Linked DNA regions of Mus musculus: all the other regions are linked to region 2. The links are chromatin contacts, called in public promoter capture Hi-C maps. All regions are on one chromosome and are shown on one strand. The core of a region is the stretch at or near the end of the contact, and the rest is flanking DNA. Distances in the headings are between cores, read along the strand shown. Region 1 holds the start of Cd86 (CD86 antigen). Region 2 holds the start of Hcls1 (hematopoietic cell specific Lyn substrate 1). Region 3 holds the start of Stfa3 (stefin A3).

Region 1 (3,068 bases), core at 477-2,976, 270 kb after region 2:
AGGGTGACCTGAGCAAGGATTCTCAGGAATGGAGGATACGGAACCTGAACCAGCCATCTTCTGTAACCAGGCAAAATTTCCAATGGTGAGACTGGGACACCAACAGAGTCACAGAGCTGTCTATAAACAAACTGCCCTGCCTGCAAGATGTGCTGGGGGCAGGGGGGGGGGCAGTGAAGGCTCAGAGCCTGTGAAAGTGGCCAACCAATGACTGGTCTAACTTGAGGCCCAAGCTAGGAGAGGGATCCCATGCCTGGATGGCTGGAAGCTGGAAGCTGGAAGCCGGAAGCTAGATAGCGGCAGAGCCCTAGGATAGAGCCAAACATGACTGACAACAACAAAACAAGTCAACGAAATGATTCCTAATGATTATCGGCTATACTCATAGATTGGTGCCAAGTCCAATCACTGTGAGACATTTCCTCCAGCAGCTGATGGGAGTAGATGCAGAGGCCCACCCCCAAACGTTAGGCAAGAGCTTGGGGAACCCCTTAGAAGAGGGCGATTTTAGAAGCTAGAGGAGTCAAGGATACCAGGAGGACATAGCCCACAGCATCTACTAAACAGGGCTCATGGGGGCTCACAGAGACGTGAAGCAGCAATTCTGGAGCCTGTCTGGGTCTGTGCTAGGTGCTCTACATAAATGCTGTGCTTGTTTAGCTGGGGGTTTTTGTGGGACTCCATAGAGTGGAAGTGCACTTGTCTCTGACTCTTGTCTACTCACGGTACTTTTCCCCTTCTACTGGGTTGTCTTGTCTAGCCTCGAGATGAGGATTTGTGCCTGGTCTTATTGTGTTTTGGTATGCTATGTTCGGTTTAAATCTTGAGATTAAAAAAAACCAAAAAACAAGAAACCAATGCAGTGCCTTGAGTTCGGGCAGGATGTTCAAAAGAAACTAAGACGCCCAAGACAAGCAATGTTGTGAAATCAATAGGTGTACAGGAAAAGGGGGGAAAAAGGCAGAAACCACATATGATGGTTTCCTCGTCTGAATGAAAAGAGATGGCGTTTCGATACTGCCGGTGTTCTGGTGTTCTCCCTTATGTCTGCTGGAGGACACTGCAGGGATGTTATAGACTTCTCCTCAGCAGGGTGGAGCAGCTCTGATGGAGGGGCTCCAGCACTGCCTTGTAGAAGCCTCTTTATTGCTGTACGAGTCACTTTTAGCAAGTCAATTTCCGCATACCTAAACCCCTTATCTGATATAGTTGTCTGAAGGCAACAGTCACCTAAGCACTTCTCAGCCCTATAAGGCTTCCCATTTCGCCAGGTTATGTCTAAGGACTATGGTAGCTCTATCAAGTGGACAAAGTTGGTCAGTTGATTTCACAACATTGCTTGTCTTGGGCTTCTTGGTTTCTTTTGAACATCTTGTTGGAACTCAAGGCACTGAATGTTTTGATTTGTTTTGTTTTTACAGTTGAATTTTTAAAAATTGGTTATTTTCTTTATTTACATTTCAAATGTTATCCCCTGTCCCACCCCCCCTCCCCAAAGAAACTCCCTATCCCATCCCCCTCCCCCTGCTTCTATGCGGGTGTTCCTCCACCTACCCACCCACTCCTGCCTGCCCCCTGAATTGTTTAAAAAACAAACAAAACCCTCAAGACTGAAACCGAACTCGAATAATCTACAAAGCAAAGAAAGGGTTAAAGATATCTTCCTCAAGTCTAAGAAAAGAGGAACAACCCTTAAGAAAAAGTCAACCACCAGGGTACACAGTCATTGCTGAGGAAGAAAGAGGAGCAAGCAGACGCGTAAGAGTGGCTCCTGTAGGCAGCACGGACTTGAACAACCAGACTCCTGTAGACGTGTTCCAGAACTTACGGAAGCACCCACGATGGACCCCAGATGGTAAGTGGTCGCTTCTACTATTTGCAGTATGACTTGTGAATTATGACCTCAGCGGGAGGCTGAGACTGGAGACCACACTCTCATTTCTGTCCTTCGAGCCAGCCGCCCTAGACAGCTCTCGTGTGCAATGTGTCTATTTAATGACCCAAAGTGAGAGCGCAGAAGGGAAGGTGCTATTTATGTGAAAATGGTAACTGGCTCCCACATCAGGAAGCTCTCTCTCTCTCTCTCTCTCTCTCTCTCTCCCTCTCTCCCTCTCTCCCTCTCTCCCTCTCTCCCTCTCTCCCTCTCTCCCTCCCTCCCTTCCTTTCTTCCTTTCCCTTTTTTTTCCTACAATGACTTTTTTTTTCCTTCATGGGGGTAAGACTTATCTGAGGTACCAAAAGAAAGCAGCTGATAGTTTCCCCCCCCAAAGGTGATTGATTTGTGTTTCAGATATTAAATATCTACAGTCGTTGATTTTTAAGTCTGGATTGGGTTTTTAAATATCTGTATAAGTATGAGAAAAGAGAGGTGGCACTTTTTTTTTAAAGTTTGATATAAAAGTGAAGAAGTCAAATAGAGAAGGCAAAAGAAGAAAGGTCAAAGAAAATGCAGAGAAAAGGCACAGACAGCTCTTTCAATGCACAAGTTCCACATCCATGGACTCAGCGGGCCACCTGTGAGCAACTTCCCATTTAAGATAGAAATGCAGCTCGCCTATAGCTGTGCCTATACTGAACAGGCACAGGGCTCTTGTTGTTATTCATTTACATTGTATATGTAATTATGTATGCATTGTATGTAATCTAGGGATAATTTAAAGTACATGCAAATTATGACCTCACTTTATACTGGGAACGTGAGTACCCAAGATTTTGGAATTTGTTCAGATTCTGAGGGGTGACTGTATTCAAGAAAACAACAGCAACAATAACAACAAACTAAGACACAAATAGGCAATGGGAGTAACTCAGTTACCCAGTGTCTGTGGGATGCCTGGCATGTTGTGCACTTCGCTAATATTATTTCATTAATGTCACACTTCACAGTGGTATCCGGACAGGCAGTATCATTGTATTAATTAATAGCTGAGCAAGGCTCCCAGGCTCCTGAGGATGGAAGTGAAATCCTTTTTGTCCTCTTTGCTGTGGCAGGTTCTCAGGGCACAGGATTCCTAGAAGCAGCTATGCCTGCCCTTCTTTTGCTTGGGCGGCTGGAGGCATGGTCGGTT
Region 2 (3,339 bases), core at 702-3,201:
CTCCTGTCTATAATCTGCCTAGCTACATTGAAAATGCTCCCTGTCTGTGGAAGACTGCCCCACATTTACTGTAGGACTGACTGGTCACTCACAGCACAGCTGTAGGTCACCAGTGGGACAGACTAGTTGAACTACTCACACTAGCTGAAAGAAGAAAATACCATGGCTTTATTTTTATTATGTAAATGTTCAACTATATCTAAAGACATAAGCATTTACATGTAAAATGTAGCACTCCCTCTTTTTGAAACACTATGTGAGAATTAACAACTAAGTAAACATTACAAAAGTCTTGGGAGAATGCTAGTTTGATTGGGTGTCAATCATTGTCCCACTGGACACTTGTGTTTTATTGAGCCTTGCCAGAAGGGTGTGAGGAAGAACTGTCCGGTCACACTGTGGGTTTTTGAGGAGAGGTAACAAGGGACAACACCCATCTGGTCTGGTAGCTTTTTGGGACTTCCTGGCTCAAAGACTCTGCCTATCCTTCTTTGTCGGGTGCCACCACCACCGAAGAGCTTCCTGGTACTCATTGCTCTCCCAAAGGAGACACCTTTACCCACTCATCCCCAAGGCTCTGCTTATCTAGGCCCCAAGTCTCCACTTTCTATCCCCATCTGGAAGCCTCCATCATTGCCCACATTTTATAATAACCTCTAGAAGATTAGCCCCGAAGACATCTGAGGAAGATAGGTTAAATAAAGATGTGGGAAGGAGTGGTGAGTTACCGTGGCCAGAGTCACTGTGAGCTATTAAGAACATCTGTGCCTCCCCCAGTTGGTATTAGCTACTAACAGGGGGTAAGACACATAAAGAGAACCTATGACCCACAGCTTAAGGCCTCACTTTGACATGTCCTGGCTCTCAGGCTACTCTACCACAGAAGGAAACTGGAAAGGAGAAGTCAAATACATTTATGAGCAATGAGGAAGCAGTGAGGTCCGATGGTCTCATCTTGCCTGATTCTCCAGGTCTCAGTTCATCTCTCCCATCAGCCCCTCATGCTCATGTTTAAGAGCAAAATAACTTACTATTCTTGTACTGTCGATTACTAATCAGGAAAGCTGCTAACTTAAAGTAGGAGGCTGGAGACAGGCAATGAATGCTGGGCATATCCAATACCTGATGACAGGACTGACTTATGGCATCCATAGGTGAGAGATCCATGGACACTGCAGTAATATGACAGCCCCTGTGAGACCCCTGTCTGTCACATGACACAGAGTCTATACTACTTAGTCAGAGACTAGACTAAGCCATCCATCAATATTAACTTCCTTGGGCAAGTCACTGATTGTTGTGATATTGTTTCCCAATGTTAAATAATTAAGGGGTTAACACAGTAGATCCAAAGCTCCCTCTGTAACACTCTGGGATCCCCACAGACATACAAAGTTACACCAGCTGAAGTCATGTTTGCATTTGACTCCTAAAAGCACTTGGCTCAGCACCAGTGTTCATTGGTGGTTAAATCCTGTCCCCTTACATTTCCCATGGGCATTTGTGTCCCTGTGAGGCCATACAAAGGCACACTTTGTCCTCATCTTCCGTGGGTCGCCTTCAGGTTAGCACACTGGGGCAGCCACCCTTTAGAATGGGCTGTGTAGATCATCAAGGGCATACTAGGGCCCAGGGTCCTAGATATGTGCTCAATCATGCTCCCCGAGTGCAGGCCATTTCCTTGTTCCCATCCTCAGATGTTCATTGTCAACCACTGCACACAGTCCTTAGGGCCATCAAGAGTTCAGCATCTATTAGTAAAGACCTCCCTTAACAAGGACTAAGTGCTATGTAGACTTCTTTTCCATACTTCCCTGTGCTCCCAACCCCTCACAAAACCCCCAGCTCAGAGCACCCACCTTTACTGGTTCCTGGTTACGGCTTTTCACATCTACACCAGGCGCCCCCTCCAGCGGCTGCCACTTCAGGGTAAGTAACAGAGCAGCTGCTCCAGTTCCGTTTTCAGGTTTTCTGTCATTTCCTGCCACACTGTCCTCACAGCTACTTCCTGAAGTTTGAGTCAGTTCCTTATACTTTGAGTACTTAGAAGGGTTAAGTGTTTCTGTGTCTAGTATTTTGCAAAGTTTTTCAGGTCACGGGAAAGTTATAAAAATGACCGTGGAGACACATCCCTTATCAGTTAAGACACAATAAGAATGCTGCAGGACTGCTCTGTGTCCTACGAAGGACAGTTGCATCTAAGTAAAAGAATTCAGAACAAGGCAGGTGTGGTAGTGAACTTCTGTGATCCCAGCACTTAGGGGTACCCTGGGCTACAACATTGTTGTAGAAGCCTGGTCTGAGGAAGGAAAAATGTGTGTGTGTGTAGTCTGCAGCAATCAAAAAAAAAAAAAAAAGGCTTAGTGGAAAAATGATCTGTATGTTAATTTTGAAGGGAAGTCTTAAAAACAATTTCTCCTCCTTGCTTTCTGCAGTACCTGAGACTCACACATAACTCACGAGGAAGGGAGAAGGCAGAACGTGGAGGGAGAAAACTCCCTAGCTTGATGGGAGGCTGTGTGGAGTCTGAGCTCACTTACAGAGTTCTGACTACTGGCCTTCTCTAAGCTGGTGAATTGAACTCTGACATACTCTACACTGTCAACATCTGCAGCCCTCCCCTTCTAGCTTCAAGTCAAGACATGCTCAGGTGACTTGTTGAGCCAATGAAATAGACCCTTTCTGATGTGAAGGCCACTGAGAACTTTGCTATGCTTTTACTGGCTGCCTTTCAAATAACCACCTCCCTGCTTCCACCCTCCATTCCTCACCCACCCCCGTCCCAAGCATGGCTCCTCTGGCAGCCTGGAGCACTGACAGGCAATAAAGATAATGAAAATAAAGTTCCAAGGATCTCTGGTTGAAAAATAATCCTACTAAGAACTTGCTTTTGCATCTGAGCCTGGCTCTCCTTATCCCAGTCATCTGTGGACTCTGACTTGCCTGGCTTACAGAGAATGAACCCACAAGGGTCCCAGGTTGGTGAAACTAGACAGAAGGGAACATTCTGTACCAACAGAAAGCATCTAAAGTCACTTCCCAGGGGATTGATTCTAGACTTGGAGCACTTTATTTGTTCTAATAAGGCTATTTATAGTTGAGGAATATGTAGAAAGGGGTAGCCTTAAATTAGGGCTAGACATTGTACCTCACCACACAGCAATGCACAGAACCATAGAACTTCAGCGATGACACCAAGGAAACCCACTTCCCCCTCACAAACACCCCATGTTCATCCCTGAGCAGAACAGTGCTGACATACAGTGAGCGTTGAAGCCAAAGAGAACAGGTTCCCATTAATCCTCTTCTACCCTGTGATACTGGGTCAGCTTTTCCCAA
Region 3 (3,356 bases), core at 582-3,081, 480 kb after region 2:
TTGGTAGAGACTTTCCATGCCTTCATCTTCCTCTCTGAACTGTGAGGTCCTTCCACAAGAACAGCAGCTGCCCGTTTTTAACGTTTTGATTTTACCCAAAATGGACAGCTAACTGCAAATGGGAATCGACAGGGAAGTTTATGGTCTACCAGCGATGCTGGTCAGTTCAGATTCTTGTCTGTCTGGGAAGAGATCCATCCATATGACACTGGGCAAAGCCCCTCCTAGAATGAAGATTGCATGACCTACTACCAGGCAAGGCAGGTTAAACAACCTGCTCGGGGTCAAAACCTACAGGAAATGGCAGGGGACGTTTTGAACAAGGTTTCTAGGTTTTATGTCTGTCTGCAAGGGACGGGTTCTATGATCCACCTTGGGGAAGATTATTTTCTTCTTGGTCATACAAGGGATTAACCCAGTGCCATGAGCAAGCTTGGCAAAGAGCTCCACCACTGAGCTACATCCCCAGTGTGTCATTTTCTGAGTCTGAACGTGAGCAAGGAAAATTACAACAACAAGCCATTTCAAGTTGGCAGATGTTAGCACTAGACACAGAGGCACATGCTTATAATCCCAGAATTTGAGAGACAGATTCACAAGTTCAAGATCAAGATGGACTACAAGAGGAGTTCAAGGAAAGCCTGAGTGTGCTACATAATGGCACAGTTCTGTCTTCAATGAAATCAATTATTAGAACTCTGGTTGACCATTGTGTTTGTTAATCCTGCCCACTTGAGAGAATTTGGTTAGAAAGACCTTGGATACGAACCTCTGTACCTCACTGAAAAGTGCCCAACAGCGACCTCTCAACCCAACTCCCCTTTCATTTTTTCTACAAGGCTGTATTTCTTTTCTGTAAGTCAAACCCCACAGAAATGTACAAAACTGATACAGGCTAAGTCGGTTGATGCACAGCATTAAAAGAAGCCTAAGATTCTGATGTTATATAAAGATTGCCAGACACTCTGGGTTCTGTACATCTAAAGAAAGGTGATTTAACAGGTTTTGTTTTGTTTTGTTTTGTTTTTATAGACAAAATCTCAGGCTCCTAATAAAAGGGATTTTAGCTGTTTTTAGATATGTGTATTTCATATTTACCTTGATTTCTAGGATTGTTTCAAATACAGGATAACACAATAAAATAAATGCTTATGTCTCTGTCACTCAGAACTGAGCATGTCTACCCCCTTTCTCTGTGGTGGAATCACCCCAGTGGGCAGGGATGGGTGAGCAGCAAGCCTCTGTCCCTCTGCTGTGCCTCGTTCCCTGTTATCCCTAGCACTTCCCCCTTGACACCCAGCAATTCTTCTAATGAGAAGCTTTACCTCTTACATGGGTGAGATATTACCTGACAAGTTACCTACTGACTGTAAACCCATTACTTAGGAAACAGAGGCAGAAGCATCAGACATTCAAGGCCATGCCGATAATCTCAGTGCTCTGAAGGAGGAGGCAGAAGAGGCAGAAGATCCTAAGCAAACAGCCTGACATTATTGACTAATCTCTTTAAAGAACTCTTCAAGCATTAACATGTTTAGAAACTCTGGTTGTGCATGGCCTTCCTCATATGACACAACATGATGATATTATTGGCACAGAGCGTGCAGGAAGGAGCCATGCTCACCACACCCGAGTCCTGGGCACACACTCCTTTTCATTTCCTTCAACTCATTTTCTCCCAACCCCACTCAGCATTTCCTCTCAGGGGTGCAGTAAGATTTGCCTGAGGCCACACTCATTTTCCCTGTCCCTCAGATATTGCAGAGATAAGACATTAGAGGAGGAGCTTACAGATAACCTTTAAAACCCCGAGTCTCAGTGCTTGTAGGATCATTTCTTCTCAGCACCCTGCCCATCAATGAGTCAAGAAAACTTAAAAATAAAGGGAGGCCTGTCAGAGGCCAGACCTGCCACACCAGAAATCCAGATGATTGCTGACAAGGTGAGTCAATGCATTTCAGAAAAAACTTGATCCCAAAACAAACTTTCATCATTTGATTCATAATTTGGCATGGCATTAAGAGTGTGGGAAAACACAGAAACCGAACTATACAGGTTTGGTTCAGCCCTTTATACAACTGGAAGTGAAACATTAGGCCTTCAGAAAAATTTTAAGACTCCAAGAGTAAAATGGGCCAAGCCACACTCTTTGCTGCAGCCTCAGTTTCCCCAGTAGCTGAAGGTGGATTCATGTTGGATGGTCTCTGTGCCTCACATGTCTGATCCCAGGAGCTCTAATGACTGATGGAATATCCCAGTCACTCTTGTTGAAGCTGATATATGGAGGCTCCTAAGGTTGTTAAGGATCCCTGAAGTGATTCCAGGATGCTACACCCACCAAACCATCACAGTCAAATAGAACTCAATGTTTCTAGCAGGTTAATACATGTTGCTTAACTATCATCTATATAAAAAGGTGGATCGTGTTGCCTGTTTTACAAAGGAGAATTATGAAGGTAGGTTTGCAATCTGTCACTTTATTTTCTTACATCATGTTGTTATTGTCTCTGAAACTGAAACATCATGGAGGACCAGATCAGTGTGGTTTGTTATTTGCTCATGTGTCTGTGTGTTTGTTTGACACTTGGTCTTGCTAGATGGTCTAGTGTGCAGGTAACTCAGGCTAGCCTCAAACTCAAGGCATTCCTGCTGCCTCGACTTCTCAAGTGCTGAGATTACAGGCATGTGCTGCCTTGCTAGGCATCATCAGATTTTATGTGAGTAGAACATATGGGAGCCTTCATGCTTAGGGCACTGAACATTCTACAGGGGGTCACAGGCTAAAATTCAGTGACCAAATAATTAAGTCTAAATAGTTCTCACACATAGGATTATTTCAATAAATATCGTGGAGCATTTTATTTTTGAGGAATATTAAATCTTTAAATCTTCATTAGAATCCTTACATCAAGTTGGTGTCCTTAACCTTAAATGTGCACATGAGTCACTCTAGATTAAATGCAGATCTCACTGAAGAGGGCTAGACAGGCCTGCGTGTCCATATTTCTTCCAAGGTCTCTGGGAGAGTGAGCACTCCTACCTATGATTTCCCTTTCCTGTAGGACCTGATATAAAAATTGGAAGTGATGGAGCCTTAAAGTAGGATACCAACGGAAAGCCTTCCATTCCACCTGTAAGAAGAAAGAGCTAAAAGGACTAAAATAACTTCCATAAAAATTATTTAAAAAACAAATATACACTGATGAGTCATAGTTGGAATTTATGCCGACTGAAATAAAGTGCCCCCTGAGATGTTCCAGGAACCAGCACTGTAGGAGGATAGACAGGGAAATAGAATTATTTGAAAAAAAAAAGTTACAGCAGATTTTCATGAGTTTCAATAGCTGACCATTTGG

What was found. Promoter capture Hi-C pulls out the DNA fragments that hold promoters and counts their contacts. Capture Hi-C pulls out chosen DNA fragments and counts their contacts.
Region 1: a contact with region 2 is called in a promoter capture Hi-C map of macrophages, with 6 read pairs. The contact joins the promoter of Cd86 here to the promoter of Hcls1 in region 2. A contact is called at or near these places in 1 of 39 promoter capture datasets (macrophages) and 2 of 115 datasets of contacts at active chromatin or transcription factors (effector CD8 T cells and memory CD8 T cells).
Region 3: a contact with region 2 is called in a promoter capture Hi-C map of adipose tissue. The contact joins the promoter of Stfa3 here to the promoter of Hcls1 in region 2. A contact is called at or near these places in 4 of 39 promoter capture datasets (the 3T3-L1 cell line, embryonic stem cells, hippocampal neurons and 1 more), 3 of 115 datasets of contacts at active chromatin or transcription factors (bone marrow-derived dendritic cells, bone marrow-derived macrophages and double positive thymocytes) and 1 of 9 other capture datasets (adipose tissue).

What each region holds. Positions count from the first base shown.
Region 1 is chr16:36,664,735-36,667,802 of GRCm38.p6, reverse strand. It overlaps Cd86 (CD86 antigen), which reads left to right and starts at 1,726. Exons shown (of 8, transcript NM_019388.3): 1 at 1,726-1,855. The coding sequence starts at 1,842.
Region 2 is chr16:36,933,595-36,936,933 of GRCm38.p6, reverse strand. Hcls1 (hematopoietic cell specific Lyn substrate 1) reads right to left here and starts at 1,951. Exons shown (of 14, transcript NM_008225.2): 1 at 1,860-1,951.
Region 3 is chr16:36,453,867-36,457,222 of GRCm38.p6, reverse strand. Stfa3 (stefin A3) reads left to right here and starts at 1,831. Exons shown (of 3, transcript NM_025288.2): 1 at 1,831-1,942. The coding sequence starts at 1,859.